5 separate regions of the Sus scrofa genome follow, and all the other regions are linked to region 4. A link is a contact called in public Hi-C and promoter capture Hi-C data. All regions are on one chromosome and are shown on one strand. The core of a region is the stretch at or near the end of the contact, and the rest is flanking DNA. Distances in the headings are between cores, read along the strand shown.

What was found. Promoter capture Hi-C pulls out the DNA fragments that hold promoters and counts their contacts. A called contact is a pair of places that touch in the nucleus more often than the background predicts.
Region 1: a contact with region 4 is called in a promoter capture Hi-C map of liver, with 6 times the contacts expected there. The contact joins the promoter of PIM2 here to the promoter of PRAF2 in region 4. A contact is called at or near these places in 2 of 5 promoter capture datasets (fetal liver and liver) and 3 of 47 Hi-C or Micro-C datasets (alveolar macrophages and liver).
Region 2: a contact with region 4 is called in a Hi-C map of embryonic fibroblasts, with 2.5 times the contacts expected there. The contact joins the promoter of CACNA1F here to the promoter of PRAF2 in region 4. A contact is called at or near these places in 1 of 5 promoter capture datasets (liver), 5 of 47 Hi-C or Micro-C datasets (embryonic fibroblasts, epiblast stem cells, heart right ventricle and 2 more) and 1 of 2 datasets of contacts at active chromatin or transcription factors (alveolar macrophages).
Region 3: a contact with region 4 is called in a promoter capture Hi-C map of liver, with 5 times the contacts expected there. The contact joins the promoter of PQBP1 here to the promoter of PRAF2 in region 4. A contact is called at or near these places in 2 of 5 promoter capture datasets (fetal liver and liver), 1 of 47 Hi-C or Micro-C datasets (heart right ventricle) and 1 of 2 datasets of contacts at active chromatin or transcription factors (alveolar macrophages).
Region 5: a Hi-C map of liver shows a contact between it and region 4, with 10 times the contacts expected there. The contact joins the promoter of PPP1R3F here to the promoter of PRAF2 in region 4. A contact is called at or near these places in 1 of 5 promoter capture datasets (fetal liver), 7 of 47 Hi-C or Micro-C datasets (embryonic fibroblasts, epiblast stem cells, heart right ventricle and 3 more) and 1 of 2 datasets of contacts at active chromatin or transcription factors (alveolar macrophages).

Annotation. Positions count from the first base shown.
Region 1 is chrX:42,997,176-42,999,875 of Sscrofa11.1, forward strand. It overlaps PIM2 (serine/threonine-protein kinase pim-2), which reads right to left and starts at 1,400. Exons shown (of 6, transcript XM_003360311.4): 1 at 1,112-1,400; 2 at 868-977; 3 at 106-156. The coding sequence starts at 1,172.
Region 2 is chrX:43,283,198-43,285,954 of Sscrofa11.1, forward strand. CACNA1F (voltage-dependent L-type calcium channel subunit alpha-1F) reads right to left here and starts at 1,261. Exons shown (of 48, transcript XM_021080219.1): 1 at 719-1,261. The coding sequence starts at 793. It overlaps CCDC22 (coiled-coil domain-containing protein 22), which reads left to right and starts at 2,035. Exons shown (of 17, transcript XM_003135083.5): 1 at 2,035-2,295. The coding sequence starts at 2,246.
Region 3 is chrX:42,975,337-42,978,036 of Sscrofa11.1, forward strand. It overlaps PQBP1 (polyglutamine binding protein 1), which reads left to right and starts at 1,310. Exons shown (of 6, transcript NM_001246668.1): 1 at 1,310-1,395. The coding sequence starts at 1,329. TIMM17B (mitochondrial import inner membrane translocase subunit Tim17-B) reads right to left here and starts at 951. Exons shown (of 6, transcript XM_003360308.4): 1 at 537-951. The coding sequence starts at 709.
Region 4 is chrX:43,149,057-43,151,877 of Sscrofa11.1, forward strand. It overlaps PRAF2 (PRA1 domain family member 2), which reads right to left and starts at 1,294. Exons shown (of 3, transcript NM_001243880.1): 1 at 1,030-1,294. The coding sequence starts at 1,208. WDR45 (WD repeat domain 45) reads right to left here. Exons shown (of 11, transcript NM_001190293.1): 8 at 2,759-2,821; 9 at 2,578-2,679; 10 at 2,349-2,494; 11 at 1,635-2,097. The coding sequence ends at 1,988.
Region 5 is chrX:43,326,910-43,329,609 of Sscrofa11.1, forward strand. It overlaps PPP1R3F (protein phosphatase 1 regulatory subunit 3F), which reads left to right and starts at 1,290. Exons shown (of 5, transcript XM_003135095.5): 1 at 1,290-1,689; 2 at 1,692-2,364. The coding sequence starts at 1,365. It also overlaps a transcript of FOXP3 not described here.

The sequences.
Region 1 (2,700 bases), core at 150-2,649, 150 kb before region 4:
CTTCTCACCGTTACAGGGCCCAGAGAGTCATACAAACCATAGAAAGGCGAAATCCATCGTCAGAGATGGCGTCGCCAGGTCAAAAAGGACTCCAAAGATACTCACCAAGGGGGACCAGCCCAGCACGCGATTCCGGGGGATCACTTTGATGGCCACCTGAAGAAGTGAGCTGAGCTGAAGGGGCCAGCAGAGAACCCCCAGACCCCTCCCAGTCTGGACCCTCTTCGCCCTAGTCTTTCTGGTCCCAACCACTCCACGCCGCAACCTCAAATGAGCTGGAGCTTCTCCCCTGCCCTCCAGGTCCCCAGAAGCGAGTACACCTCTCCCACCATCTTTGGCCCTGGGCTCTCCCCCAGGCTTCAGGACCCCTCGCTCCGGGTGCGGAGTTCTGAATGTCCTAACACCCCAAGCCCTCGATTTCCCCAGCCCCAGGACTGTACGGGGGTGGGTTCTGATCCTCACGTCTCCATCCTGGACACCTGCCTCCAAAATCCCCCAAATCTCAGCTCTGGGTCCCCACCTTCCCACACATATACACCTCTCCTGGATTCCAAGGTCTAGAATCCTCATGATTTCCCCCCTCCCCCACTCCCCAGTCTCACTCTCGGGACCTCCACAATCCTTGCCTTGAACCCACCGCTCCGTTCCCCCCACATACCCACCTGGACCGCCCCCCCCCACGCCCGCGCGTCTGCGCGCGCACCCGCGCGCGCACCAGGATACCCCCAGTAACCCGGATCCCGGCCTTCATGACCCTAGCACACGCACATTGTACGCTTATTCTCTGGTCAATTAGCATCCCAGCCCCCGGGCTCCCGCCGCCGCCACACACACACCTGGCCCTCCCAAGACCCTCGTGGTGGATACCTGGAGTCGGTCTGTGACGCGATGTCCTGCGAAGACGGTGCCAAAGCCCCCCTTACCCAGGAGGGGGCCGAGTCGGTACTCGGCCTCGAACGCTTCTCGATCCTTGCCTCCTACGCAGGCGGAGGCGGGGAAGTCAGGGTGGCGGCGTGCAGAGGCCGGCCACGACCCTCTCCCCCTCCCCCCCGCGCCGCCCTCAATCACCCCAGCCCGCCCGGCCTGGTCGCCGTAGGGGAGCCTCTCTCACCTGGCGGCGGCGTGGGGGTCATGGGGGCCACGGGCAGCCCCTGCAGAGGCTTAGTCAACATGGAGGAGGAGCTGCGCAGATTGAGCCCGCTGAGCCCGCAGGGCGTGGACGCCCGGGGCAGCGAGGCTGGGGAGCCAGGACTGGGGGGCGCCAGGGTGGAAGGTAAGGAAACTGGTGGCCCAGAGGCGCCGGCAAACAGCGCGATGTTAAGATTCGCCGCGCGCGCCAGCCCCGACGCTACTGAGACAGGGCACGCGCCTCCCGAGAGAGTCGCCCCGGGCGACGGCCCCGCCCACTTGGCTTTGATCAATCCGGACGCGGCACCTGCTGCACCCCAGCCAATCGGAGCCAGTCCTTATTTGCATACCACCCTCAACGTTCCAAGCACCCTTATGCAAATACATGCCCGGATCTTCCTCGGGGGCGGGGCCTGCATGCAAATAAGGGGGGCGCGCGCGAAGAGGAAACTGGTTATGGGAATCCCTTTTGCAGCAACCGCGTTTGTTTTGGTTGTTGCGCAGGGTTGTTTTTATGTAAGTGTGTGTACGTGGATATATAAACTTAAAAAAAATTCAATGCACCGCCTCCTTTTCTAGGAAGTTGCTTTGCCGCCGCCGGAGATAACGCCAGGCCTTCTAAGGCTTCTAAGAATCCCGGCCGGTCTCCAAAGGGTGCTCCTCACACCAGAACCAGAGCCCTTTAGGCGACTGGCAGCCTCCGCCCGGAAACTGAAGCTGAGGATCCTGGAAGAACCTGTTCAGCCGTCAGGGAGGGCTAACCTCCCTCACCACCGTGGGAGGAGCACTGGTCAAGGGCAGTGTTCCCACACCCGGAGGCCACGGCCTGCGGGCTGTTTGTGCAGCCCTTAACCTAGACAGACCTGCCTAGACCTGGCTGTGAGCCCAGTCAGCAGATCTAGAATCTGGAATGGCGAATGGGGCGCGCGCGCGGGGGGGGGGGTTCTTGGGGATGGGAGCAAGCCAGAGTGGGGGTGGCTTCTTGGGCATGCTTCCGGATGAGAGAGACGGACTGAGAGAGCTCCGGGAGGTGGTCAAGTCACAGATTTGGGGAAAATAGCTCTCGTGCCGCAGGAAGAGAGACAGGCACTCCAAAGACACACACAGAACTGCCGCGAGAGAAATACACAAACATGTGCCGCCATTCATGTGAGCTTGTCCTAGACACACATGCAGATACCTACTGTCACACATAGACAGACATCCACTGTCAGGCAGGCATGCTGCCAGAGTCAAGTTCCAGAATGACACTCGAGAGATGCACTGTTACAGAAAGGCACTCCAGAGAGATTCACATAGACCTACATGTAACGAGGACACAGATATGTCCTGCCAGACACACAGCCAGAACTTGTGACGAAGACACTGGCACCATCAGACATGCAGTGTCACAGAAAAGACTTGTACTGTTCCAGAAACGAGAGACCCAGAGTCTGACACAGGAACACACACAAACACTCCAGAGACACACATGCACTGCTCCAAAGCCAGACATATACTTAGGTGCTAGAGCAACAGATAGGCAGTGTCACAAAAACAGACATGGACAGATCCAGTCACAGTCACAGACAC
Region 2 (2,757 bases), core at 11-2,510, 130 kb after region 4:
CTGTCTGAGTTTAAATCCTGGCTCTTCTTGGTAGCTGTGTGTGGCCTTGAGCAAATTATGTAACCTCTCTGAGCTTCAATTTCCTTATCTGTATAATGAGATGACAAAAAGAGTGCCTACAGGGTTGTTGTGAGAATTAAATGAGCTCAGCATTTAAAGAATGTCTGAGACATGGAATTATTCCCATTTTGCTGGTAGGAAATTGATGCAGAAAGAGAGGTTAAGTGATTTGATGAAGCAGCTGAATTGGGAGTCCAACCCAGGCAGCCTCTGACTCTAAGCCTTCGTGACTTACTAACTACTACCATTAAGTGTGTATTCTCTCTCTCTGGTCCTTAAAAATGGGTCTGCAGTCTTTCCGGAAAGTCAGAGACCCACTTTGATATCCAGGGGTTGGGGTTGAGTTTCAGTTACTTTAGAGCTCATGGTAAGGTCTGAATCCATGTGGGGGTTTGGAGTCTACCAGGGGTTGTCCTCTAGTAGGTAAAGTCTGTGTTAGGATTAAGCTTAGGGGTTGGCACTGGTGTTGAAATTGGGGTGGGCACTGGGACAGGGGATCAGGGCCAGGATTGGAGTTGGATTTCAGTTGGGATCTAAGGCTGTCTTTGGGGCTGGCTGGGATGGGAACAGGGTGATGTAGTTCTGTTCCCCTAAAGGCTCTCCAGGGGTGGGGTGTCCTTCTGGGTAGTGGGTGGGTCAGAGGGGCTGAGGATGGAGCAGAGCCCAGGCTGGTTCCAAGGGTCTGCAGGGGTGGAAGGCTGCTCTCACCTTTCCCGCCTTCAGATGCCGACATCCTCCTTTCAAGGTTGAAGAGCCATCTGCACACGGCCCCCCTCTCTTCCCCCAGCTTTGGAGGGATTAAGGTCACAGGGCGGGGCCATAACAGGGTCCCATGGGAGGGTGAGCAGGAATGAAGATGCGACACTTGTGGTCCAGATCCTGGCGATAGAAAAGGCACCGATTTAAATTTTTTTTTTTACAATATATATTCCAGTACCAGTGTCAGAAACTAAAATAAAAAAAATGATAATCATTTCCCAGCAGTATCTGGAATTTGAAGTATGTACGAATAGACCTAATGTAACATGTGGAAAATCTCCATGAGAAAAAAATGATCAAATATTATCAAGTGATTAAAGGGGAACTAAATAAATGGGGAGATACTTTAAATTTACTAATACATAATTGAAATAGTCGATATTGTTTTTTGTTTTTGTTTTGCTTTTTAGGGCGGCACCCGCAGCATAGGGAGGTTCCCATGCTAGGGGTCAAATCTGAACTGTAGCTGCTGGCCTATGCCACAGCAACGAAGGATCCAAGCTGCGTCTGCAACCTACACCATAGCTCACGGCAACGCTGGATCCTTAACCCACTGAGCAAGGCCAGGGATCAAACCAGCATCCTCATGGATACTAGTCGTGTTCCTTATTGCTGAGCCACAGTGGGAACTCCGTGGGTGGTCTTTTTAATGAACGGTGGTTACGTGGATGTTTACTATGTAATTATTTTTTGGAGTGTACACATGTGTATAACATTAAAATAAAGCATTTATTGAATGCGTGAATACTAGTAACTGTAACTCACATAATACTTTTTATTGTCTTATGTATCAGGCACATAGTACAACAGTGCTTTAGACGAATTAATTGTTTTAATCCTAGGAAGCAGGTACTATTAATAGTTCCATTTTACAGGCGAGGAAACTAAGACACAGGGAAGTTATGTAACCTGCTCACAGTGGCACATTTAGCAAGTTGCAGAGCTGAGACTCAAATCCTAGTCGCTTTGTGCGAAAGCCCCTGCCCCTGACTTGTTTCTTTTTGCAATCTGGGAGTTGAATGACGCCTGAAATGAATGAGTCGAGAAACCACCCTCTGTCCCGCCCCTTCCCTCTTCTCGCACACGCGCGCGCGCGCGCGGTAGAGTCCGTTGCTCACTTGGAAGAGCGCACTGCGCTGCGGGTAAAAAAACAAAAAACAAAAAAACAACCAAAAAAAAACCCCAACAAACCCTACAACTCCCAGCAGCCATTGCGCGTCTCAAGCCTGCGCGCGCCCATTCACACCGAGGCGACAGGCATCCGGCTTGCGCCGAACTCTCTCTCTCGGAACTACATTTCCCGGCTGTCCCCGCGCAGCCCGTGACACTCCTTGAACTGCGAGCTCGGAGCGGGCTTTCCACAGCTGCGCCTATCCTGCTCGGACCCGGCCCTGGACCCAGCCTCGGACTCGAACACGGCTCCACCATGGAGGAGGCGGACCGAATCCTCATCCATTCCCTGCGCCAGGCCGGCACGTAAGGACACAGCCCCCGCCCACCCCGGAATGCCCGCATCCGGGACTCCAAAACTCCGGACCCAGTCACCCGGGAACATTAAAACCCCGGACCTTGACATTCAGGGCTCCAACTTCCAGAACCCTAGGATCCTCCCTTCTCTTTACACACACAAACGCGCGCGCGCGCGCGCGCACACACACACACACACACACACACACACACACGGCCTCCCAAACCCTTTGACCCTGACACTTGGGAAACCCCAAACTCCAGGACCTAGACACTTTAAAACCTTGGAACCTTAAGACCTGGGGTTCTGAGACCTGTGGATTTGACGTCAATACCCTGGGACCCTGTTACCTGGAGATTCTAAGATACCTGTAACCTGATAACCAGGGAACTTAAAACCTTTGGGACCCTGGCACTCAGGGACTCCAAAAACCCCTGGCACTGGCTGCTTAGGAACCTTCGAACCCTATT
Region 3 (2,700 bases), core at 60-2,559, 170 kb before region 4:
AACGGGGGTCGCACCCCCTCCTCCGACAATGAGCTCGTCCAGCCACGCTCTTCCCTTTCTTCACCTTGCACGAGGGAGGAAAAACCTAGCTGCAGACCGTGGGGACGATCCGACACCCCCTCCTTGCCCACAGTGGGCTCACCCAAGCCCCGCCTCCATTCACCAAAGGGACCTGGGAAAAACCACGCGCGGTAACCCTGGGGATTTCCGCCTAGCAACACACCACCCCCCGGCTGGAATGGATTCGACCAACGTGTCTCTTTCCGTTAACAAGAGGGACCGGGGACAAGAGTCAAGGGAAACGTGGAGTGGTTCGTCCTGCACCGCACCAGCTCCTTCAAGCACACAGTTGTGGCCCCTCTTAACGGAGCCCAAGTAAGGAAACAAGTGGACGGGAGCGGAAGGAGACAACAAACGTTTAAAAGTCTCCCGAGTCTGGGACGTGGCGCTGTGTAGCCAGCGCCTCCCCCGCCCGCCTCCCACCGCTGGCCGTGGCGCCGCAGCAAGAGTCCCGAGGCCTGTGCCCCTCGCCGTACCAAGGCTCCCGAGCGTACTCCTCCATGGCGCCGGCGTCCGGCCGCGCAGTCTGGCTAAATCCCGGCCGGGCCACACCCCCACTGTAAACGCACACAGGCGCCCGAGCTTTCCACCTATTCCAAGGTAATGATTGGGTCCTTTCGCCAGACGTCAGGCCAAGGCGCACTCTCATTGGCCAGTTAGGTTTCCGTCATCTGTTCTCTGCAGCCCGAGCGTCGCCCAGTTACCTCTGGCTCAGGGAGAGAGGGCCTCATTCTTTCCCTCAGGAGAAAAAGAGTCGTGGTCCTGGCGATCATAAAGGCGTCGAGAGAGAGGCCGACAGTCTGACAGCCTTCCGCAACCCGCGTGACTGTATTGGTAATGTCGGGGTGGGCGCATTTTTTGGAGCTAGAGGAAACCCTGCTCCCCCCACCCCTGCTCCTTGGTTCCTTCCACCCGGCAGTCTTTGGGGGACGTTGGGTGAGCCCATTTCTGGGGCGCGGGGGAGCGGCGCTTGGCCCCTTCGGCGATGGGTGGAGCCTAGGCCTGGGAGAGGAGGCCTGGGAGAGGAGTCCTGTCCCGGAGCACCCCGCCTGGAGAGGAGAGTTGGCGAGAATTTCGGTGATACTGCCGTTTATCCCTTCCACCTTTTAGCGGGTAGGTTCTGTTGCCCAGCTCCTGGTGCAGGTGGGTAGGTGGGAGTCTAGATGAGTGCATGTTGGGGAGAGGCGCTTGCTTACGAGCTCCAGATTCAAATCCTTATCTGAACTGCTTTCTCGTCTGTCCTTCCCTAGGTCTGTCTGCTACCCGCTATGCCGCTGCCCGTTGCGTTGCAGACCCGCTTGGCCAAGAGAGGCATCCTCAAACATCTCGAGCCCGGTGAGAGAGCTAAGAGCAGATGGGCCTACCATGTGCCAGGCTTGACAGGCACTTTGTTGTTGATATTGCCACTCGATCCCTAGTATGGGCCTACTATATACCAAGCAGTGGGCTGGCAGACATTTTGTTGTAAACAATACGTATTCCTGACGCCGATTCCTACCGCGTGCGCGCGGACGCCTACGGTGGGGGTGGGGCAGGGAATAGACATTTCAGCTTTAGTCGTACCTAATACTGACAGCTGATGCTTATCTTGGATCTTCATACGCCAGATTTAATCCAATCGATCCCTGGAAGAGTATCTAAGGATATTAATAGTAAACTGACATCTATTACAGCCTCTTTTGGACCAAATACAGTGGGAGGAGGCTGATATTTTGTTCTTTACCATACTAGTAGGTAACATTTTTTTCAGATCTACTGTAGAGCCAGGTACTGTTCAGGCGATATATACCGACTTGTTCACCAGTTCAATAACTGACATGTATTTCGGGTCTGCTTAAGTGGCTGGCATATGCATTATGGTTTACAGTATGTAAAATAATGGTAGGGGAGTTCCTGTCGTGGCGCAGTGGTTAACGAGTCCGACTAGGAACCATGAGGTTGCGGGTTCGATCCCTGGCCTTGCTCAGTGGATTAAGGATCCAGCGTTGCCGTGAGCTGTGGTGTAGGTCGCAGACGCGGCTCGGATCTGGCGTTGCTGTGGCTCTGGCGTAGGCTGGCAGCTCAGCTCCGATTGGACCCTTAGCCTGGGAACTTCCATATGCCGCGGGAGCGGCCCAAGAAAAGGCAAAAAAACAAAAAACAAAACAAGGATAATGATAGGATCTGTCATTTTGGCCTGCTGTGCTGCCGTTGCCAGTATTTATACCTTACTGTCATTACAGTAAAAGTTGGCATCTATTTTGGGCTAAGGTGTGGCCGTGTACTGGAAAACTCATTTTCACTTTATTGACAGGTGACATCTATTACAGGTTTGTTGTGTGCCAAGCATAGATCTTTGGTTAATAATACGGATAATGGTCATTGATATTTATTTTAAGCTTACTGAATACCGGGCCTTGTGCCCGTGGTACGTTTCTTACTAACAACACTAATGATTATAGCTGATGATCTATTTTGGACCTATTGTGTGACAGGCACTATGTTATTGCTGAAATAGACATTTCATTGTTAGCTGTATACACAGTTGAAACCTGTGATCGGCCAACTGAGGTCCAGGTACTCATGTACCTTTTTTAAAATGTTTGGTCTTTTTATGGCCACACCCACGGCATATGAAAGTTCCCGGGCTAGGGGTCGAAT
Region 4 (2,821 bases), core at 44-2,543:
TCCACCCGCGACCCCACCACCTTCCAGCCGGGCAAATACCCCTGCCAGCCCCATCTTCGACAGGTCCACCGCCCTGGGCTCCCCCGTGGGCTCTCATTTCTTTCTTGTCAATCCTACAGTCCCATCTTCCTGAAATCTCCTGCTTCCAGCCTTCCCATCGGGCTCTCAGCCTTTTTCTGCTCTTTCCTGCCGACCCTACCCCACCCACAGGACCCACTCCAACCCCCCCATCCCAACCTGCTCCCAAACCCACCCTTTGCAAAGGCCCAGCCCTTGCAGTCCTCTTCCAGGCCTTCCCCTTTTCCCTTTCCCCAGGCCCAGAGTCCTTTATGAGATCCCTTTCCAGACTTCCTCCCCTCGAAATCCCCCCTCCAGATTCCGATTTCCCTATAGATTCCTCCTTCCATCATTGCTAGAACCCTTTCAAGGCTTTCGGTCCCACTCTTAAATTCCAGTCGTACCCAAGTCTCACCTCCGGGTTCTCCACCCCCCACCCTGGTCTCAGGCCTGCCATCCCTGGATCGTCCTTGGCTCAAGTCCCCCAATAGGTACCTGCTTCTGGAGAGTCCCAGGAGCCAGGCTCCTCTCCACGCCCATATCCTCCACAAGTCCCCCCTTTCGGCTTGACCACATCCCTGTCCCTGTCTCTGCCCTACGTCCTCCAGGGCCACCTTAATCGGGGCCCCATCACCCCTCAGGCAGTCATATCTCATTTTCAGGCCCTCCTTATCTTCAGGTCCATCCCCTAGCCCAGTTTCCCTTTCAGTTCCACACTTTCTCTATCCTCCCCAGGTCTTTCCCCCAGACCCTCCATCCCCGTCGGGCCTCCCTCAGCCGGGCTCTATCCCTCCCCAGTCCCTTCTTATAACCAGCTTCTATTTCTTTCAAGTCCCCCCCTCCCATGACCCTTAGGCTTTCCATCTCTACTGAATTCGCCCCTTCAAGGTCTTGCAGCCCCCTCAAAATCCCGCGGGTCCACCCTCCATGCCCAGCGGGCGTCCTCGGCCAACCGGAGTCTCCCTCCCTCACCCAGCCAGAGCGAGACCGAGGCCGAAGCAGACAAGGTAGTTGGTTTGGTAGTAGAGGAGGTTGTTGATGACGCGGTGGCACCATCGCTGCGGGTCGCAAGGATCCGGGGCCGCCAGACGTGCCGACCCCAGAACGAAGTCGTCCAGGGCGCGTAGCGGTGGCAGCCGAACCTCCGACATCCTGCCAGTCGATGCAGCTGGACCAGCGGAGCGGTCGGACTACAACACCCGTTCCACCCCGCGCCACCGCGAGGCACACCGGGAAATGGAGTCTGGACCCGGCAGCCGCTACCCTGGCGACCTAGTTGACAGCGCAGGTGCGGCAATGCACGTGACCGGAAATGCAAACACGCCGGAACTGCAGGGAAGCAGGGGCCGCCGGGAAACCAAGTCTCCGCCGAGGGCGAGGCGTTCCCATCCACCCCCAGGCGGGGGCGCCACGGGGACGGTTCTGGCGGCTCAGGCATTGAGGACAGGCAGAGACTGGCGGAAGGACCTGAGTAGGATCCCACTTCCATCCCGTCAGGGTCCGGTCCTTTCCAAGAAACTGCAGGGCCTTTTCAGCCTCATCTGCTCCAGGCCCCACTCCCGAGGTCCAGCCATAAATACCGTTAAGGGTCTTTTATTCATTTTCATCACATCAGAGATGTCTCTTTCTGGCAAGTTTTTAAAAATCCCCACAGGTTGGATTAGGGCACCCGCTCTGGGTCCCTAGCAGTCTTCTCCAGGCGGGAGCCCCAGGGGGTCCGCTGCCTCCCTGAGTCCCTGGCCTGGCCCTGCAGGCACACAGTCATCGGGAAGTGCTTGAGGGACCTGAGCTGTTTAGGCATTGCTCTCAAGAGTGGAAAGTGCGCACCTGCTCCATTAATGCTTGATGGCTGGCGGCTTCCACAGCACTCCCACCCCCACAAAGGCTTTGCAATCTGTCACCGCAGTCCCTAGCACAACCCAGAGGGTCCTTAAAAGTCATCATCATCACAGATGTCAAGGTATACATCGAAAGCCTCTCTGTTGCAGTTTCCATCAGGAGTGAAGACATATTTGTGGAAGGTCCCATCTACACAGATGGCTGGAGGAGGGGGGACGATTGGTAAGAGGTTAGAAGCTGTCAAAGCCACACACTCCAATCCTCTCAGGTGTCCCACGGCCTAAGGCCTATGGCCAGGCCTTTGCCCACGTTCCATCCCCCTTACTGATGATGATGGAGGTGAACCAACGTTTCAGCTCTTTCAGGCCTCCCATGCCCTAAAAATTCTTTCAGGTCCAATTTGCAGGCCCTCGCCCATGCAGTGCCCCCAAGCAAGGGCTATTCCCACTCACCAATGACAGAGTTGACGTTCTTGGAAGTATTGCGACCGAAAGCACAGATGCAGGCTGACTCAGCAGGCACGGTGAAGCTCGCCAGGCTCCACTGAGAATCCACGTACTGCCCAATCATAGGCCCCACTTTGCCCACGCGAGCCAGCCTGCAGGCAACACAGGCTTAGCCCAGGTGTGGTACATGGGCAGGGGGATGGGGGCGAGGCGGGGTGGGGCGGGGGGCACTCACGCGGAGCGGCGGTTGAGGCGCGTATCCTTGAGAGCAAAGATATGGACTGTGCCCTTATCGCTGGACGCGCACAGGAAGGAGGAATCATGGCTAAAGTTGATGCTGAAAGGCAGACCAGCAGTGACGCCCGCATGTCATGTGGGGTGGGGTCACCGGCCCACTATGTATACCCTGTGCTCACCAGTAGAGGGTGGCTGGGTCAGTGCCTCGGCGCAGCTCCACCAGTTTCTCCTTGGACTGCGTG
Region 5 (2,700 bases), core at 40-2,539, 180 kb after region 4:
TGCCAACATGGCCAACCAACTCCCGGCTGCATACAGTCACGCTCAGAGTTAGAAAAAGCTAATTTTCAAAAAAAAAAAAAAACAAAAAAAAACCCCAAAACCTCAATCTCTCCTTCATTCAACAATGGTGCCAAATCCTGGAGAACACTGAGAATGATAATCAGGGGCATTCTCGGCTAGTGGTACTGCCCAAGCTAAGGTTCGGAGGTGGGCAGGGGAGAACCAGCAACTGTGACCGCAAAGTCCGTTTTGCTTTCTTGATCTCACACTAGGGTACGGTCTAGGTTCTTGGGGGCTCTCGGCATTCACAGCCCTGGGGCAAAAGGGAGTGGTCATGGAGGGTTAAGGAGAAGGTAAAACCATCCACGAGAGGTACACTTTTCCTAAAGGCTGCCTGCACTCTACGGTTCTGTAGCCCGACCACCCTACAACCTAGACTACCTACGCACCATCCTCTCCTCCGGCCTCCTTATTGGCTGCTCATCCTCTCCTTCACACCACCTACAACACCCTCGTTGGCTCTGCTCTTTGCCGTCCCACCTCCGGATCCTTCGGTCCCGCTATGCTTTCTAGCTTTGGTATTGGTTCACCCCGTTCCAGCACCCTTTGACGTCTCAACAGTCTTCACTCTGGCTCCTCCATTGGCTAACCGCCATCTCTCTTTCCTGCTCCCGCCTTCGCCGCCTACCCATTGGCTTTCCCCCTTCAGTCCCGCCTCCCGGGCAACTCACACACCGCCTCTCGGTCACTTCTAGTCTCCGCAGTGGCTAGTTCAGCCCTGGCACCGCCCCTTGAAGGCGTAGTGCACATTCACAGGACTCCTCATTGGCTCGCTGCAGCCATTAGCGTCATCTCTTCCGTACGCCACAGGCGCGCGACTCCCCATTGGCTCTTCGCTGTCTCTAGCTTCCATCCCACCACCTACGCAACCCACGGATCTCCTGCTTTTCTGGTCTCTCCGTTCGCTTCCGCTGCCCCCCATCGCCTGAAACCATTCCATTTTCCCCGGCGCCCATACACCGCTCCCGCTTCCCTATTATCTGTCCTACGACTGCTCTCTTCATCCCGGACCCCGCCCCCCCATTCAGGCCTCCCCATTGATTCCCCGATCATCCCGCCTCCTACACCGCCCACTCTCGGGCATCCCCATTGGCTGCGCGCTTCCCCTGCACGCGCTTCACCGCCTACGTCACGCGTGCGCGGCTCCTCATTGGCTCTCCGCTACACCTGTCTTCGTCTCGCCGCCTACGCCCCCCGTGAGTCGTACCCCCCCGCGCTGGCCTTCCCATTGGCTGCTCGCCCCTTCAGGCCCTGCCCCCGCCGGTCCCGCCGCCGGTGCCGTCGGTGCCGCCGCCGCCGCCGATATGGCGCGCACGGCCCCTGTGGAGCCCCCGCTGCGGCATCCCGCGCCCCCCTCGCCGGCCGCGGGCGAGCCCCGCACCTCAGTCGAGGTAGCGGTGGCCCCGCGGCGGGTGCTGTTCGCCGATGAGGCCCTGGGGCTGCCGCTGGCGCAGCTGCGCCGCTACCGGCCGTGGGGCGGGCCCGGGGCGGGCAAGATGGCGGCGGCGGCCGGGCAAGATGGCGACGGCGGCGGGGCTGACGAGGACGACGATGGCGAGGATGGGGATGAAGGGGAGGAGGAAGAGGAGGCTTGCCCCGAGCCCTCGCCGCTGTGCCCCGTCCCCGCTGGCGGGGGTTTTACCTGGTGCCCACATTTTCGCTGCCGCCCGCGTCAGGCCGTCTGGAGCGCTTGGGGCGCGTCATGGTGGAGCTGGAGGCTCTGTTGCCGCCTCCCGGAGCGGTCCCCGGGGGTGCCGGGGTGTGGGTGCCCGGGGGGCGCCCGCCCGTGCTGCGCGGGTTGGTCCGCGTGCTGAACCGCTCCTTCGAGAAGGCGGTGCACGTGCGGGCCTCACACGACGGCTGGGCTTCCTTCTGCGACCACCCAGCGCGCTACGTCCCGCGCAGCCCGCCATGGGCAGGAACGGGAGGACCAGGAGCAGGAGATCCCATCCTGGATCTGGCCCTTGGCCTGGGCCCCGGCCAGGCGTCCGCCTCCTCGCCCGACGACGGCGGCCGCACCGACCGCTTTGCCTTCCAGCTGCCCTTTGCTGAGGGCGCGGGCGATGGGGCGCGCCTGGACTTCGTGGTGCGCTATGAGACCCCCGAGGGCACTTTCTGGGCCAACAACCACGGCCGCAACTACACAGTCCTGCTCCGGATTGCACCCGCTCCCACACCCACTGATGCCGAAGGGCTGCCCCAGCAGCAGCAGCTGCAGCAGCCGGAGCCACAGCCCGAGTGCCAGGGTCCCGTGGAGGCTGAGGCCAGGCAGCTGAAGAGCTGCATGAAGCCGATGAGGCGCAGGTAATGTCTGCCAGCGCCACCTCCGCCAACGCAGGGCTGTGTCTAGGATGGAGGACAAGCAGTCTGGCCCAGGAACCCCTCAGGCTTGCTCACCAGGACTGGGAGGAGGGCTCATTCAGTCAGTTAGTCAAAGAGTAATGGAGACCAAACGTGTGCTAGGCTGTGTTTTAATTACCGGGGTTTCATTCATGTATTGAATTCCACTGTAGAGCCCTGAACAAGACAGACATCTTCCCTGCCCTCCAGAATCAACAGGCTTTTATGAGAGACTGGAAAAAAAACAACCAGCAGGCGGATGAGCTACATAGGGATAAGGTTAGCTGCTGAGAGGAAAGG